Linked DNA regions of Sus scrofa: all the other regions are linked to region 1. The links are chromatin contacts, called in public HiChIP or PLAC-seq and promoter capture Hi-C maps. All regions are on one chromosome and are shown on one strand. The core of a region is the stretch at or near the end of the contact, and the rest is flanking DNA. Distances in the headings are between cores, read along the strand shown.

What was found. Promoter capture Hi-C pulls out the DNA fragments that hold promoters and counts their contacts. HiChIP or PLAC-seq counts read pairs in DNA pulled down with a chosen protein or histone mark.
Region 2: a contact with region 1 is called in a promoter capture Hi-C map of liver, with 5 times the contacts expected there. The contact joins the promoter of XRRA1 here to the promoter of TPBGL in region 1. A contact is called at or near these places in 4 of 5 promoter capture datasets (fetal liver, fetal skeletal muscle and liver), 1 of 47 Hi-C or Micro-C datasets (alveolar macrophages) and 2 of 2 datasets of contacts at active chromatin or transcription factors (alveolar macrophages and skeletal muscle).
Region 3: an H3K27ac HiChIP or PLAC-seq map of alveolar macrophages shows a contact between it and region 1. The contact joins the promoter of NEU3 here to the promoter of TPBGL in region 1. A contact is called at or near these places in 2 of 2 datasets of contacts at active chromatin or transcription factors (alveolar macrophages and skeletal muscle).

What each region holds. Positions count from the first base shown.
Region 1 is chr9:9,499,559-9,504,271 of Sscrofa11.1, forward strand. TPBGL (trophoblast glycoprotein-like) reads left to right here and starts at 2,635. Exons shown (of 2, transcript XM_021062510.1): 1 at 2,635-4,713.
Region 2 is chr9:9,278,392-9,283,104 of Sscrofa11.1, forward strand. It overlaps XRRA1 (X-ray radiation resistance-associated protein 1), which reads right to left and starts at 2,302. Exons shown (of 19, transcript XR_002335534.1): 1 at 2,100-2,302. It overlaps SPCS2 (signal peptidase complex subunit 2), which reads left to right and starts at 2,126. Exons shown (of 5, transcript XM_003482563.4): 1 at 2,126-2,571. The coding sequence starts at 2,275.
Region 3 is chr9:9,312,951-9,317,663 of Sscrofa11.1, forward strand. NEU3 (sialidase-3) reads left to right here and starts at 2,313. Exons shown (of 3, transcript XM_003482565.4): 1 at 2,313-2,617. It overlaps LOC110255399 (a long non-coding RNA gene), which reads right to left and starts at 356. Exons shown (of 2, transcript XR_002335535.1): 1 at 1-356.

The DNA of each region.
Region 1 (4,713 bases), core at 1,385-3,884:
GCCTGGGGGTCTGGAGGGGGGGAAGATTTGGGCAGGAGCCCTTATGACTTTCAGACTTTCAGAGGATTCATCCAACTCGTTTATTCTAGCCTTTCCCCAGAGGCCCAGGCCACAGAATGTAGGAGGAGGGTATTAAATATCGGAGAGTTATTTAAAAGCCACTGGCCCGCCCCTCAGAAGCAGAGTGTGGCCTTTGCTGACTCAATGGAGAAAATGAATCTTGGGCCTATGGATTTTCCCATTTCGCGGTGGTGGGGGCAGGGGGAGGGAGAAATGGGAACAGCAGAGGCCGCCGTGGAGTGTGCCCCTCCCCGCCAGCGCAGAAGCTCCAGGAGAGAACCTGGGGCCTCCCCCGCCACCTAATGACTGAGCTTCATCATGTCAGGCCTGCCAGGCAGCTCCTCCACTTGCCTCAGAGGAAGGGGGAGCGGAGGGAAGGGGAGGCCAGCATGAGGGCTGCCGGGATGAAGGGAGCCTGGACTGCAGGCTGCTCGAACATCAGACTCAGGAGGACCCCCCGACCGTCCTCCCACTGCCCTATAGCGGAGGGTGGGGCCAAGTTCAAGGTCACAATTTGGTGAGGGCCCCCGACTCGGGCAAGTCACAGTATTACCTTCTCCTCCACAACCCCCAATTCTTAAAAGGCCAAGGGATGCAAGACTCAAAAGCCCTCCTAGCTCATCCTGTGCACATACGCACCTTTGCAGACAGAGAAGCCGAGAGTGGGAAAGGCAGACTTGCCCACAGGCTCCAGTGGCACTGGAGACTCTGTCCTGTTAGAAATGGAGCTGGAGGCAGATGGGGCAGCGCTACCTGCCGGGTGACCTCAGGGAAGTCAAAAACCTCATCAGGTTCTGTACCAAAGCCTAGAGGAGCTTCCAGAGAGCAGGGTCTCTGCCGGGAGAAAGGGGATCCAGGGTAGGAGCTGGAGTTTAGGGGAGGGACAGCGCCTTGGAAAGCTGAGGGGGGCCCTGAGACCCTGTGGGATAACAGATTCAAGAACTGGGGTCCAGTGGGGCTGACATGGGGCCTGTCACTCCAGCCCAGGGCAGCGGATCACTCTGCCTGGGCGGGGCTGGGGTGACTCGTTTGCTGAGTCCTAAGAAAACCCTGAGGGCCTGAGCTCTTGGCCCACAGGCTCCCCTGGGATCTGACCCAGTCACACTCCCTAGAGAGAGGATCTAGGATGGGGAGGGCTGCGGCAAGGGAGATGAACGAACAGGAAACCCGAGCTGCTGGCAGGCTCAGGCCCTGGTCAGCTGTGCAACCTTGGGGAAAGCACTTAACCTTTCTGGGAAGCTGTCTCCTGAGTCAAGTGTAGATGGGGGTGGGGGGGGGGGTCCTCACCTAGCCTGCTTCACAGGGTGGACGGAGCCAGAGATCTCTCAATCAGTACTGCATTTAGTAAGTGTTCCCTGGGGCCCTCTGCACGCTGAGCTCTGAGCCGACAACTGGGCCCGAGTTCCAACTGCCAACCCTCAGGGGGCTCAGGGGACCTCTCCCCCTCTGATCACTACGTGAAGTTCAAGGAGAGAGAAGAAGCCAAGAAGGCTCCCTGGAGGAGGAAAGAGCTCAAGCAGAAGGGGCAGAAGGCCTGAGTGGAGAAATAACATCCAGGGGAGGGCAGAGAGTGCCCACGTGGGGCAAAGAGTGAGAAAAACCCACTGGATGCATCAGAGAACAGACACACAGCCTCAGAAGCTACTGGACAGAGACTTTTTTTTTTTTAGCTGGAGTTGCACTGTTTATTGATCAGTTTGGGGTGGAGAAGCCTCTTTCTGATATTAACACTATCTTTCCAACTGCTTACCTGTTCTCTAATGTTCTGTAGTTTGGACATACATTTACTGAACACCTACTGCATGCCAAACACGGACAACCCCAGAAAGGGAGAGGGCTGTTCCCCCAGAGAACAGACACCCCCAAATGACTCACAAACTTGGGTCCATGGGGTCCTGGACAGAGGAGAGGAACACCTGCACAAACAGGAGATGGGGGGAAGGCAGGGTGGAGGCACAGGCAGAGACAGCACCTGCAGACTTGTCCCTGTTAGCAGCTACCATGAATTTGTGGTATCGGGGGATGAAGGAAGATGGAACAGAGCAAAACGACATGGGAGCTAATGAGTCCCCAAAAGGGCGGTGCTTCATGCAGAGTTACATGGGTGCCAGGCCCCGGGCCCTAATGACACAGTGTTTCTTGTTTCAAAATATTTTCCTTTCATAATATCCCAATAGCTCTGAAACGACCAGGAATTCAGAAGCCCACGTTCTTTGCAGAAGTAGAAGCCGACAGTCCAGGGGTGAAGAGAGGCCCAAGGTCACAGCAGACCCACCCTGGCATCTGTTCTTAGCTTCAGATTCCTGGGGTCAGGGTGAGATTTCCCTGTGGTGCTGGCCCCGCTCAGACACAGCTACCACCTTGGACAAAGCCCTGGGAAAGGACCCTGGGGCCAGATTTCCAGGCAAAGCCCTGAGGACCACAGGCTTTGGGGCAAGTCCCTGACCCTCTGGGCTCTCCTTCCCATTTATAAAATAGTCATTGCCTTGTTCTCTGGCTCCTGATGGTGCTAGGTTCTCGCTAGACCTCCCTTCCCCAAAGGAGGTGTCTAGCACCTGCACCCCACCCCCCCACCAAGCAAAGCTGCCTGCTCCTCTGCAGGCCTTTTCCAGGAGAGCCATCAGCCAATCAGAAACCAGCCACCATGGGGCCTGTGGAGGGAGGTGTGGCCTTGGCAGTTGGTCTGTGATTTCTTAGTGGCTGGAGGCAGAAGGGGCTCCATGCAGCAGGACAAGGAGGCAAATAACTTTTCATTCATCTGCAAACATGTACTGCCCAGTCTCATGCTAGTCCTTGTACTGAAAACACAATAGTGCAGAAGAGCCAGTGCCTCCCACTGAGGAAGATGTCCGAGCTGGGGCTTAGAGCTGCCATGGGCCATGGCTGGGACTGGGGCAAGAGCTGAGAGCTCAGCCTCAACAGCATCTGTTTGAGTCCTTGTGCCCACATGAGAAAGGACACCACGCCCTGTTAACTCCACAGACCAGGGGCATGGTGGCCGGCAGAAGTGGGCTCAGTCAGAGTGAGTTGGGCAACCTCTGGATGCACGTGCTTCCATGCATCGGCCCATAAGCGTGCCCCTCTGAGAACACACCCAAACACCTGCATGGATCCAGAAGTACGAATGTTCAAATATGTATGTGCTTATGGGTCTACAGACACATATCAGGATGCTCTCAAATCTATGTCCATATGTGCCCGTGTGTGAATGAGCCTGCATGGACTTGTAAGAGGCACACCTGAGCCTGCCTGGAGCTGTGCACAAGCTTGTGCAAGCCTTCCTATGCATGTGTATGCACACCAAGTGAGCATGAGGCTGTGTGCTCACATGTGGACACACCTAGGTCTCTTTATGTGTCAAGCTTCTACTGTACATGTGCAACCTCGCATGTACATCCATCGGACACGCCGATATGCATGTGCAAGTTACTATTCTCTTCTGCCAATACCTGGGAGTGATGACGGGGACGGAGAGGGGAGGGGAAGAGGAGGGCTACCCTCCACCCCCAGCATCAAAAGCCCTGCTCCTTAACACTGGCCCTTGCCTGAGACCCAGGCCACCACAGGGTCTACCTCTTCTCCTTAAGTGGTATCGCCCTGTCGGTGGATCAGTTAAATATAACCTCACGGAAGGAGTCAACTCAACAACCAATCCTAATTCAGAAGAAAGAGACTGACTGATTCTTCGGGGGCGGGGAGGTGGGGGGCGGCACAGAGCCTTTATCCCAACTAATTCTGCTGATACCAGAAGGGCCTTCAGATCAAGTGTCAGCCTCTCTAGCCTGAATAATTCATGCCAAGGCCAAGAGTGTTCCCTTCTCAGGAGCCTGTCTCTTTAAATCAGGTCCTGAGCTTCCCAGTTCTGGGGAAAAAAAAAAAAAAAAAAATCCAGAACAAAACAAACCTAAAAACAGCTCAGCCCAGCCCCTCTGAGACCCCTACTCCATGCTGCAAAACTGTTTCTGTTTGGACAACCTCTGGAGCCCAGAACTCTCCGAGGCATTCACCATGTATAGGTGGGGTACCCTGGAGGGGAGGAGGGGCAGGCATCCAACCCTCAGGTCCTGAGACCCAGAACCATCTAGCAGGGGTCCCCAGGTCTTGGGGCAGGGGATGGCAAAGAGCTGAATCACCACACCCACTGAGTCCCAGGGCCTAGGCGAGGGCTTGGGGGAGGAGTCCAGCCTGGTGGAGGAAATCAGATGCCAGAACTCGGGCAGAGAAGCCAGTGAGTTGGGGGAGGAGGGGTGGGGAGAAGGCAGGGGATGCTGCCGACTTCCTCGGGGTGGATGGGGTGGGGCTGGAGAAGAAGGTGGTCTCGCGGGACTTGCAGGGGTGTCGACCCAGCCAGGCCTGATGTAACTGGGGTCGCAGAGGAGGGGGCTGAGGCTGGGGATTTTCCTCCTCCTAGCGCAGCCTTCTGCTTGATCACAGGGATTAGGAAGAGGCGGAAAAATGAGGTTCTTGCCCAGCCCACCCCTCATCCCTGCCTGCGCTGGTCGGAGGAACTCGAACGTCTTCCCCCCAGTTTCTCTCTCGGTGATGCTGACCCACCTGCCAGCCCTCCCCGCCCGGGCGGGCCCCGCCCCACACGTGCCGGAGAGGGAGGAACCAGCTTAAACGCGGCGGGTAGGGGGAGATGAAGCGGAGGCA
Region 2 (4,713 bases), core at 1,052-3,551, 220 kb before region 1:
TTACACGGCCCACAACGTAATCCTAAGTATGAACTTCATCTGCATGGTGAAAATAAGAAAGCCCAGCTTGCAGACTTCGAGGCTGCCTGCCTAGTTAGCTCCAGCTAACTCTCTCTCTCTTTCAACCTTGAAGCAGCTAATCTCAATCTAAATGTGGGACCTCGAGCGCGCGCGCACGCACGCACGCACGCACACACACAGAGTAATGCTTCTTACCTGCGTACATTTGCTTTTTCCATTCCTTTGGGCTCTCACACTTCTGCCCCTCTTCTTTGTCTGACTCAAACAGAAAGCTCTCCTGTATATCCCCCTCCTCAGATTGGCCCTTATCTTTACTACCACTTCAGCCCACCTTTTTTTTTTTTTTTTTCCCTGCTTTTCAGGCTGCACCTATGGCATATGGAAGTTCCCAGGCTAGGGGCAGAATCAGAGCTACAGCTGCTGGCCTACACCACCGCCACAGCAATGCCAGATCTGAGCCTCATCTGTGACCTACACCGCAGCTTGTGGCAACGCTGGATTCTTTAACCCACTGAGAGGCCAGGGATCGAACCTGTGTCCTCATGGATACTAGTCGGGTTTGTTACTGCTAAGCCACAATGGGAGCTCCCAGCTCACCTCTTAATGGAGGCACTGTGCCAGGCCTGGGTCCTACCTATATCTTTATCCCCAGTGTCTCATACAGGGTCTGGTGCATTGAAGAGGCTCAAGTGATTGTTTACTGAACTAAATGGAATCGTGCCCACAATGCTATCTATGGAGCTCTTCATCCTGCCTGCAAAGAGGGGCGAAGTAAGGGTCAGGGAAGGTTTCACAGGGCAAGTGACATTAGAACTGGGTTTTGAAACACAATAAATTATAAAAGATGAACAAAAAGCTACAGGGGCATCTGACTGGATTGCTTCACAGAAGTGAAGAAATTGCACCTAGTACTTTAGTAATAATGATGACCACATGAGTGTTGGCTTCATGAAAACAGGTATTTTGCCTGTTACTCAGCGATCTGTCCCTCATGACCAGAACAGTGACCACTCCAGAGTATGTACTCCATTTGTTCAGTCATTTGGACACATATGAGGAATTCATGGGGACAAAACAAACAACTAATAATGCAGTGTACTAAATCATAGTGTATTAAGACCTGTTATATGATAACTCTAGGTCATTAGAGTAGGAGTTCCATGAAAGTAGGGGACAGGATCCCCTAGGATTCCTCGGTACAGTTTCCAGTGATGTTGGTGCTCAACAAATACTTGTGTAAACAAAAGCAATAAAAATCTATAATATTATTGTGTCCTAAAGCTGTAAAAGCAGAGTGGCAAAGGTGAGTTAGGCTGGGATCTGGGATCCTTTACTGGAGTGCCTGCACCTGGACAGACATCGCCTTGAGCAACAAAATACAAAGAAACAAGAAGGAACAAAACATAATTGCATGCAAGCACAGTTGAGGCAAATTATGAACAATAAAACACAAAAAGGCCATAAGCCAACTGCCACTTCTGAGGTGCCAAGAGTGAGGAGGGTACTGGGCATAATCCCAGCACCACCAAGGCAGTAGGCAGACCACCTGAGCCATCCCTTCCTCCCCTTCTTTCATCTCATTTAAGGGACCAGCTTGCCTCCTTCCCTCAGGGAGCACCTGTTTCTTATTTTTGCTCCATAGCATTAAAGCAGGAGTCCCAATAAAGCCTCACCTGAATTTCTCATCTGGCCTCTTACCATTTTCTATTGATTAGAGGGTTCAAGGACCCCAGTCAATGGCAAAGGGAGTATAACACGGGTTTGATGTAAAAAACAAAAACAAAACAAAACAAAAAAACCCGGCTTCTAAACTAGGTTCTGATACATGCTCTCTGGCCTTAAGTTTCTTAGTATCCTCCTCTGACTGGTCTGTTACGGGACTAAATGAGAGCATGGCTACAAATGCAGATAGAAGACAATGAATGTGAGTTCCCTAAAATACGAAAACAATACTAACAGCTAAGATGACAGTCACCAAAGAACCGGTAAGGGCAGTAACAGGGGTAGAAAAGGATTAAAGACAAGCTCCTTCGCTTCTTTGGGAAACTCTACATATGAAACTAAGTTTCCAGCCGCACCTGCCTCCGGCGTCGCTTCCGCCTCCGAGGTTTCCGCGGGGGCGACGTCCCGGTCAGGCGGGCAGCTCGGCGAGCCTCCCGGGGATCTCGGAGTAGCTCCACGGTGGCGCTTACCACTACCTTCTCCAACCCTTAGTAACCGCGACGCGTTGGCTGGCCGAGTAGGCGGCAACCGATGGCTGGAGCTTCTGATTACTACAAGTCCCAGCAAGCCCCGCGGCCACTTCCGCTGGCAACCTCGCGTCAGCCAGCCCTGAACTACGGGTCCCGATGTACTCCGCGCGGCACGCCACGCCGCCAGTTCCAGCCAATCAGCTTCGGACAAGTAGGAGGGGAGGGAGACGCACAGGCAGGAAAGATGGCGGCGGCGGCTGCTCAGGGTGGGAGATCCGGTGGTGGCGGAGGCAGTAGTGGGGCTGGCGGCGGTCCCAGCTGCGGGACGGGCAGTAGCCGTAGCGGCTTGTTGGACAAGGTGAGGAGTCGGATTTTGGGGACAGCCGAGGCCTGGGGACTCCTGGGAGGCGGCGAGCCCACCATCCTCTCCCCCCTTTTCTTATGCGGCTTCTCTAGGGGAGTCCTCGTTTGGCCCACCTCGGGGACCCTACGGGCCCTTGTATTCAGCTCTCTACGCACCTCAGACTCGGGCTCTCTCCTCTTTAGGACTTCATTCCTTTTTGGTCCTTAACCTCGGCCACTGCTGCTACTTAGGATAATTTGATTATTTCCACATTTCCTGCGGCCCTCGCTTTTCCTCGGTGGTACTCGGGGCCACTGTTCAGTGTGCCCGTTTCACCGACAGGGAAAGCTGAATCTCGACTAAATGAAGGCAGCTGTTTGAAGTCAGTGGTGTCCAAACTCCCCGCCACACTTGAGTTTTGCTACTGATTCTAGAGTGCCTTTGGCCTTTTGCTTACTAAAGTTTCTAGGCGTTTTGTTGTGATACCCCGAATACTGAACTTGACCTACATGCTGACAGGAAGCTTTTAAGATTTATCTTTTTTCTCTCGCCTTTTTCACCCAACCCCCTACCCTTTCCCCTCTCTTCCTGCCACCAAGTGCCTTAGGTGAATCAGATTCTTGAGCTTGCTGCCTGTTCACTCTTCTCTCCCCCCGCCCCGCCCATCCAGTCTTTCTCTGTTTCTCTCTTTCTTGCTTTATTCTTTTTTAAATGCAGTCTTAGCAACAAGGGCTTAAAAAAAAAAAAATTAAAAAAAAAAAAAAAAAAGGAAACTTCTTCTCGGGGTAGGCCCTTCCTGCCCTTTGCATAGCATTTTGAAAGTAACAATTGTGTAGAGATCTGGGTCCTAGTACTGGGCCTGCGTCTAATTAGCTGTGTGACCTTGAAATATGCTTGTTTTCCCTGTGTCTTGTTTCCTCATTTGTAAAATGAGGGAGTTAGTCTTCATCCACCCTAAGGTTCCTTCCAATTCTCTCATTTTAGGGCCCTGGGCCAGTTTGATAAGGAATGTTACACAGGGGGTCTTTATTTTAATAGAGTGAAAAATCAGGATTGTTTACTTTAATTGAAAACAGCTTTCAGACTTCTCTGTGTGTAACACATGGTAGGCAAACATGAAGTGTGGACAGTCTTCAAAGGCAGTGATTACTGAAAAGTATACGGCATTGGTGCATTATTGGAAGAACCTGGATTTGGGGAATCATAAGATTTGGGCTTTGACATAGCTCTGCTAGTTTCAAACTGTATGAAGACTGACAAGTCAGTTAACCTCACTAAGCTTCCCTTTCTTCACCTGAAATATTAGGATTTGGGGGAGAATCAAATGAGATAATACAGGTGAAAGATGTCTATAACTTGTAGTATCTAACAGAGAAGCATGATGGCAGACAAAAGAAATCAGTACGCAATATAGCTGCATATAGGACATGGGGTACCCAAAATATTAAACAGAAGTGTTTGGGTAGTTCCTGCTGTGGCATGACAGAATCGGTGGCCTCTTGGGAGCACTGGACATAGGTTCAATCCCTGGCCAGGCACTGTGGGTTAAGGATCTGGTGTTGCTGCAACTGCGACTCAAATCTGATCCCTGGCCTGGGAACTCCATATGCCACAGGGCAGCGAAAAAAGAAAGGGAAAAAAAAAGTATTTGGTATTTACATCTGTTCCTTTTACAGAAGTTAGAGAGAGAATGATCCCTAAGATCTAACTGATGAGGGAGTGACTGCCCCCAAGGAAAGACCTCATGTTTGAGAGTGGAGCTGTGACCTTATTTTGAGAGAGACAGGGACATACTGCCTACCAGGGAGGATTGTCCTTGAGCAAAGGTCCATGGTGGGTGCCTCATGCTTGGTGTTTCTTAGGTAATGAGTTGACTGACTGTTCTCTAAGAGACCTGTAGTGGCAAGTAGATAAAACCAGATGGAGGAGGGGATGTATTGCTTGAAGTAGGCATAGGAAGTTGTTGAAGGGTTTTAAGCCATATGTATATGTGTGTGTGTGTATGTATACACATATATATACATATAATAGAGTGTCAATCGTTTTTCTAAAACCACTATATACATATAGTATATGAATAGTTTTTCTAAAACCATTATATAGATAGCATATATCTATAGATAGTGGTTTTAGAAAAATTATTCCAATAGTTTAGAG
Region 3 (4,713 bases), core at 1,063-3,562, 190 kb before region 1:
AAATCCAGGTTCTTGTTCACAGAGCCAAAGAATGAATTTTGAGAACACACAGGCAGCAAGCAAGCAAAGTCTTTATTACAGGAAAGCAAACAGCTCCCAGGACAGCTGGGAGGGGGAAGATGAGTCCCCCTCTCTATTGTCCTATAGGTGTTTTTAATCCCATAAAGATGGGGGTTACCAATATGAGGTCCAGAAAGCTGTGGTTTTCTCCCATTGCCCTTGCCCAGTTACCTCTATTAGTGCTTGTTCAATAGGGGTCTTAGGGGTGGACATGTCCCCTAAGTCTCAGGGTTTCTTTGCCCTTTTCTTCCCGTAAACTGAGTCACAGGGGGTTATGTCTGAAGATGAAATGCAACTGACTCCCAACCAGGAGTTAAGAAGCTTAATGCCTCGATTCCAGACCTGTTCCTATAGTAAATCATACTTTTGCTTTTTAGGCTGCTTTCTGTCTGTAAAATTTGTGAAGGGAACAGCCTGAGTATGTGCTCTATGTTGAACTTCTGAACTGCTCTACTGCTTTTGCTCTGTAACCTGCTGCATAAGATAAAAAGAGAAGTCAATCGCCTAACGACCAGTAGATCGGCGTGCACAAATGTTGAATCCTGATTATATCTGGTAATATGTCCACCAGAGACAGACAAACATAACCAGAACAACTAAAATTAATCACAAGCCTCTCGAAGTTTGATGACTGGTTGGATATTTAAAAATATTGTAAAAGCGCTGTATAAATAAAGTGTCCGACCCACTCCCGCGTCCTCCCCGCGGCGACGCCCCCGCGCCGATAACCTCGTGCATCAGACCGCCTGGGGGGGGGGCCCGGTGGAGGGGTACCGACGGTCGCCTGGGGAGGAGAGGAAAGGCCTGTGGGATGTTATTCCCTGAAGCCCTTAAACCACAAATGTTAATCAACAGTCATATCAAAAAATGAAGCCCATGCTCCTCCACTGACTATCTTGAGTTATTATTCTGCCTCAGTATTATATTTTTACAAACATATGAAAAGATACCGAACACTGGGAGTTCCTGTCGTGGCTCAGTGGTTAACGAATCCAACTAGGAACCATGAGGTTGCGGGTTTGATGCCTGGCCTTGCTCAGTGGGTTAAGGATCCGGCGTTGCCGTGAGCTGTATATGTCGCAGATTCGGCTCAGATCCCGAGTTGCTGTGGCTCTGGTGTAGGCTGGTGGCTACAGCTCCGATTAGACCCCTAGCCTGGGAACAAAAAGGAAAAAAAAAAAAAAAAAGTTATTTGTTGGGGGTTTTAGTTCTACAGAAAGGCTCAAAATTGTTATTATGTATATTCCTTAAGGAGGAACCAGGGCCCTGCCCCAGGGCTGCACTGCTCCTCTCGGGTCTCTGCCTCCCTTCCCTTCCCTGATTAGCAACTGCCCTTTGGAACTCAGGGAAGGTCATGGAGGCTCAGGCTTATTCCCTAAGAACAATCAGAAAGGCTTGTGTGCCTAAGACCCCCCCAGAGCAGTAGCTCGGTTCCAACACTAAGCACAATTTCCCCGAGCAATGCAATGCAGCGTGTGTGCCACGTTCCTGCCTAGAGTACCCATGAGAGACTCCGTACCTGGTGTTCATTGGAGGTTGGCCATGTGGGCACTGTCGCCTGGCATGTATCAAAATTCCAAACTCCCAAAAGGAAACCAGGTGTTCAACATAAGCCATTCTGTATTCAGGCACGTGCTACATTCAATAATTGGAAATCTACCAAAGGAAGAGCTGTCCTTTCCCTCCTCTTTACTCATTTGCGCTTAACAGTATGAACTCACGGGGTTTTATTTTATTCAGCGTGTTATAACCTATACTATTTTTTCTCATACATTTTTATATACGCACACACACGCATATATAAAAATAATATCTATCATTTTTTTAAAGGGTGGGCTGCCCAATGCTCTGCATCTCTGAACCTTTTGGCGGAGTCACCTCCGAAACCTGGAACCTTTGCTCAACTCTCAAGCTGTTCAGGGAAGTTTTAGGCGGTGATACTTAGCAACAAACCCGCAGCCAATAGGTGAGAGCGCGAGGCCAGGGGACTGAAGACGAGGGTGAGGAAGTGGAAGGGGGTGGGGCGGAGCCAGGGAGCGGAGCGCTCGTCGGAGACTGAAGTTGGGCCCGAGTTGGAGCGGGTGGTAGTCCGGGGGTCGGAGAAGGACCGGGAAGTCCCAAGTCCCAAGCACCGGGAGCTGGAGAAAGCAGGGTGACGTCCCAGGCAGGGCCGCAAGGGGAACCCCGCGGGGTGGCGGGGGAGCGGGCGGGCGGGGGCGGGGCCTCGCCTACGCCCGCCCGAGGGGCGGGGCCGACTCCCCGCCGCAGCCAACGGCAGGTCCCAACCTCCGCCCGCCGCGGCTTCCGCACGTCCCCGCCCCGCTTTCCTACCGGCTCTTCGTGGCGTCCCGGGTCTGTCAGCCACCGCACTGTCCTCTATGTCTCTGTCGCCTCTTTCTCCACTTTCCGTGGCCTGTGACCGTGTCCGCAGTCTCGCTCTCCTGCCTCGGTGTCCCCAGCCTTGGGCATTCTCCCGGACGTCGGTATCCGGGACGTGAAGGCTTGGCCTCGCGGCCAGCTCTGCCCCGAGCGAAGGAGGAGCCGGGACCCCACGCAGGTGAGTGGGGCTGGAGGACTGGAGCCCCCGACTGTGGGGCACTGTGACTGGGCACAGGTTCGGCAGCATCACGTGGGCTTAGGTACTGCAGCCGCGGGAAATACTGAGTCTAAGCCACCCTAGTTGGCCGGGGTCTCAGACGTAGGCAGTGTTCTCCGCCAGCTCTGTGCTTGCTTTCCTTCGCCTGAAGCCACACTTACTTGGAGATGAAAGGGAACCGAGACCCTCGTTACTAGAGAGGACCTGTGGGCTGCAGAGAGCGCTAAGCTGAAACTTAAGAGATCTGGGCCTTGGTCCAGATTTTGTTCCTGATCACTGAGTGGCCTTAGAGGAGTTTATTCCCCTCTGTGAGTCTGAGTTTTCCCATGTGTACCAGGAGAGGGGTTTGGACCACGGGGTCTTCAGAGGCCTGGCATTTGATGGGTGCTCCTTAAGTTTAGTTGTTAATAGGGAGGCCTCCTTCTAGGGTTCACTGGAGACTGATTGCAACACGGAGTTAATTGGAGTCTGGAATTACATTGTTTTTTAGGGCTGCAGTAGCGGCCTATGGACGTTCCCAGGCTAGGGGTCGAAGGGAAGCTACAGCTGCCAGCCTAACCACAGCCACAGCAAGCTCAGATCCGAGCCATGTCTGCAACCTACACCACAGCTCAGACAATGCCACGTCCTTAACCCACTGAGCACAGCCAGGGATCAAGTACGAATTCTCATGGATACTAGTCGGATTCATTACCGCTGAGCCACAATGAGAACTCCCCTATTTAAAATTTTTAAGGAACTTCCATACTGTTTCCCACAGTGACACACCATTTTATATTCCCACCAACAGTGCAGTTTTTCCACAGCCTCACCAACGCTTATTTCGTTTCTCATTTTTTTTGATAGTTGCCATCCTGATAGGAAATGATAGCAATATCGTCTTGACTTGCATTTCCCTAATTATACCAGTGTTCAGTATCTTTTCATATGTCTGTTGTTTTTTTTTTGTTTTTTTTTTTTCCTTTTTAAGGCTGCACCCACGGCATGTGGAAGTTCCCAGGCTAGGGGTTGAATCACCGTTACAGCTGCCAAACTACAGCACAGCCACAGCAACACTGGATTCGAGCAGCATCTACGACCTACACCGCAGCTCTTGGCCAGATCTTTAATCCACTGATCAAGGCCAGGGATCAGAACCTCATCTTTATGGATATTAGTCAGGTTTGTTAGAGCTGAGACACAAGGGAACTCCAACATTGTTCTTAAAGCTGGAGAAATAGATGGTATTACCTCCATTACAATTGAGGAAACAGGCTTAGAGGTAAAAAGATTTGCTAGTAAGTGTGAAAGCCATTTGGATTTCAAAGTCCATACTATGCTATATTTTCTCCCAGTAAGAAAACAGGCAGGGCTTGGTTGAAAGATGATTATATGGAGCAGCAATTAATTAATAACTTTGAGTTCTCTGCTAAAATGAACTACTCCAGAGCGGAACCATATCTGAGTCTGCTCTACCCCTAGCTCCCAGCATATGGTTTGGGCCCAATAGTTTGGGTATCGGTGCTAGAGCCACCTCTTGTGTTACCTGTGTCATCAACACGATCAGCATGATCACAGTTAATAAAGAGTAACGACAGGGACTCCAATGGCTACAGTGATAGCAAAGCCGTACGCGAAACTTTGAAGACATCAGAATTTATAATACTTTTTTACCTCCATTGTGCTTTACTGTTTATAAGGCACTTTTGAGTGGGTTCTTCATTGGATCGTCTTAGGTAAGTATGGTGGGTCACAGCTTTTAAGCAAGGAAGCCAAGACCTAGAGAGAGAAATGGTTAGCACAAGGTTACTCTGTCATGTAACGGCCACTTAAACGTCTTAATTCTCTCAGCCATTCTCCTGAATTTTATAAGTGAGGATCTGGAAGCACAGAGGAAGTAAAGGCCATGCCCAGACTGATGTAGTCCTGGCCTGGTCCAACCCTGTGTTCTAAACCATTACACCAGCCTGGCCCAGGGATGGATCCTTGCCTGGAAGAAAGCCTGACCCTCCAGCAGGACAGCCTGAATTGGGGAAAGAGAGATGTATTCAGCTATGGTGTGAGGAAGACAGTTACTG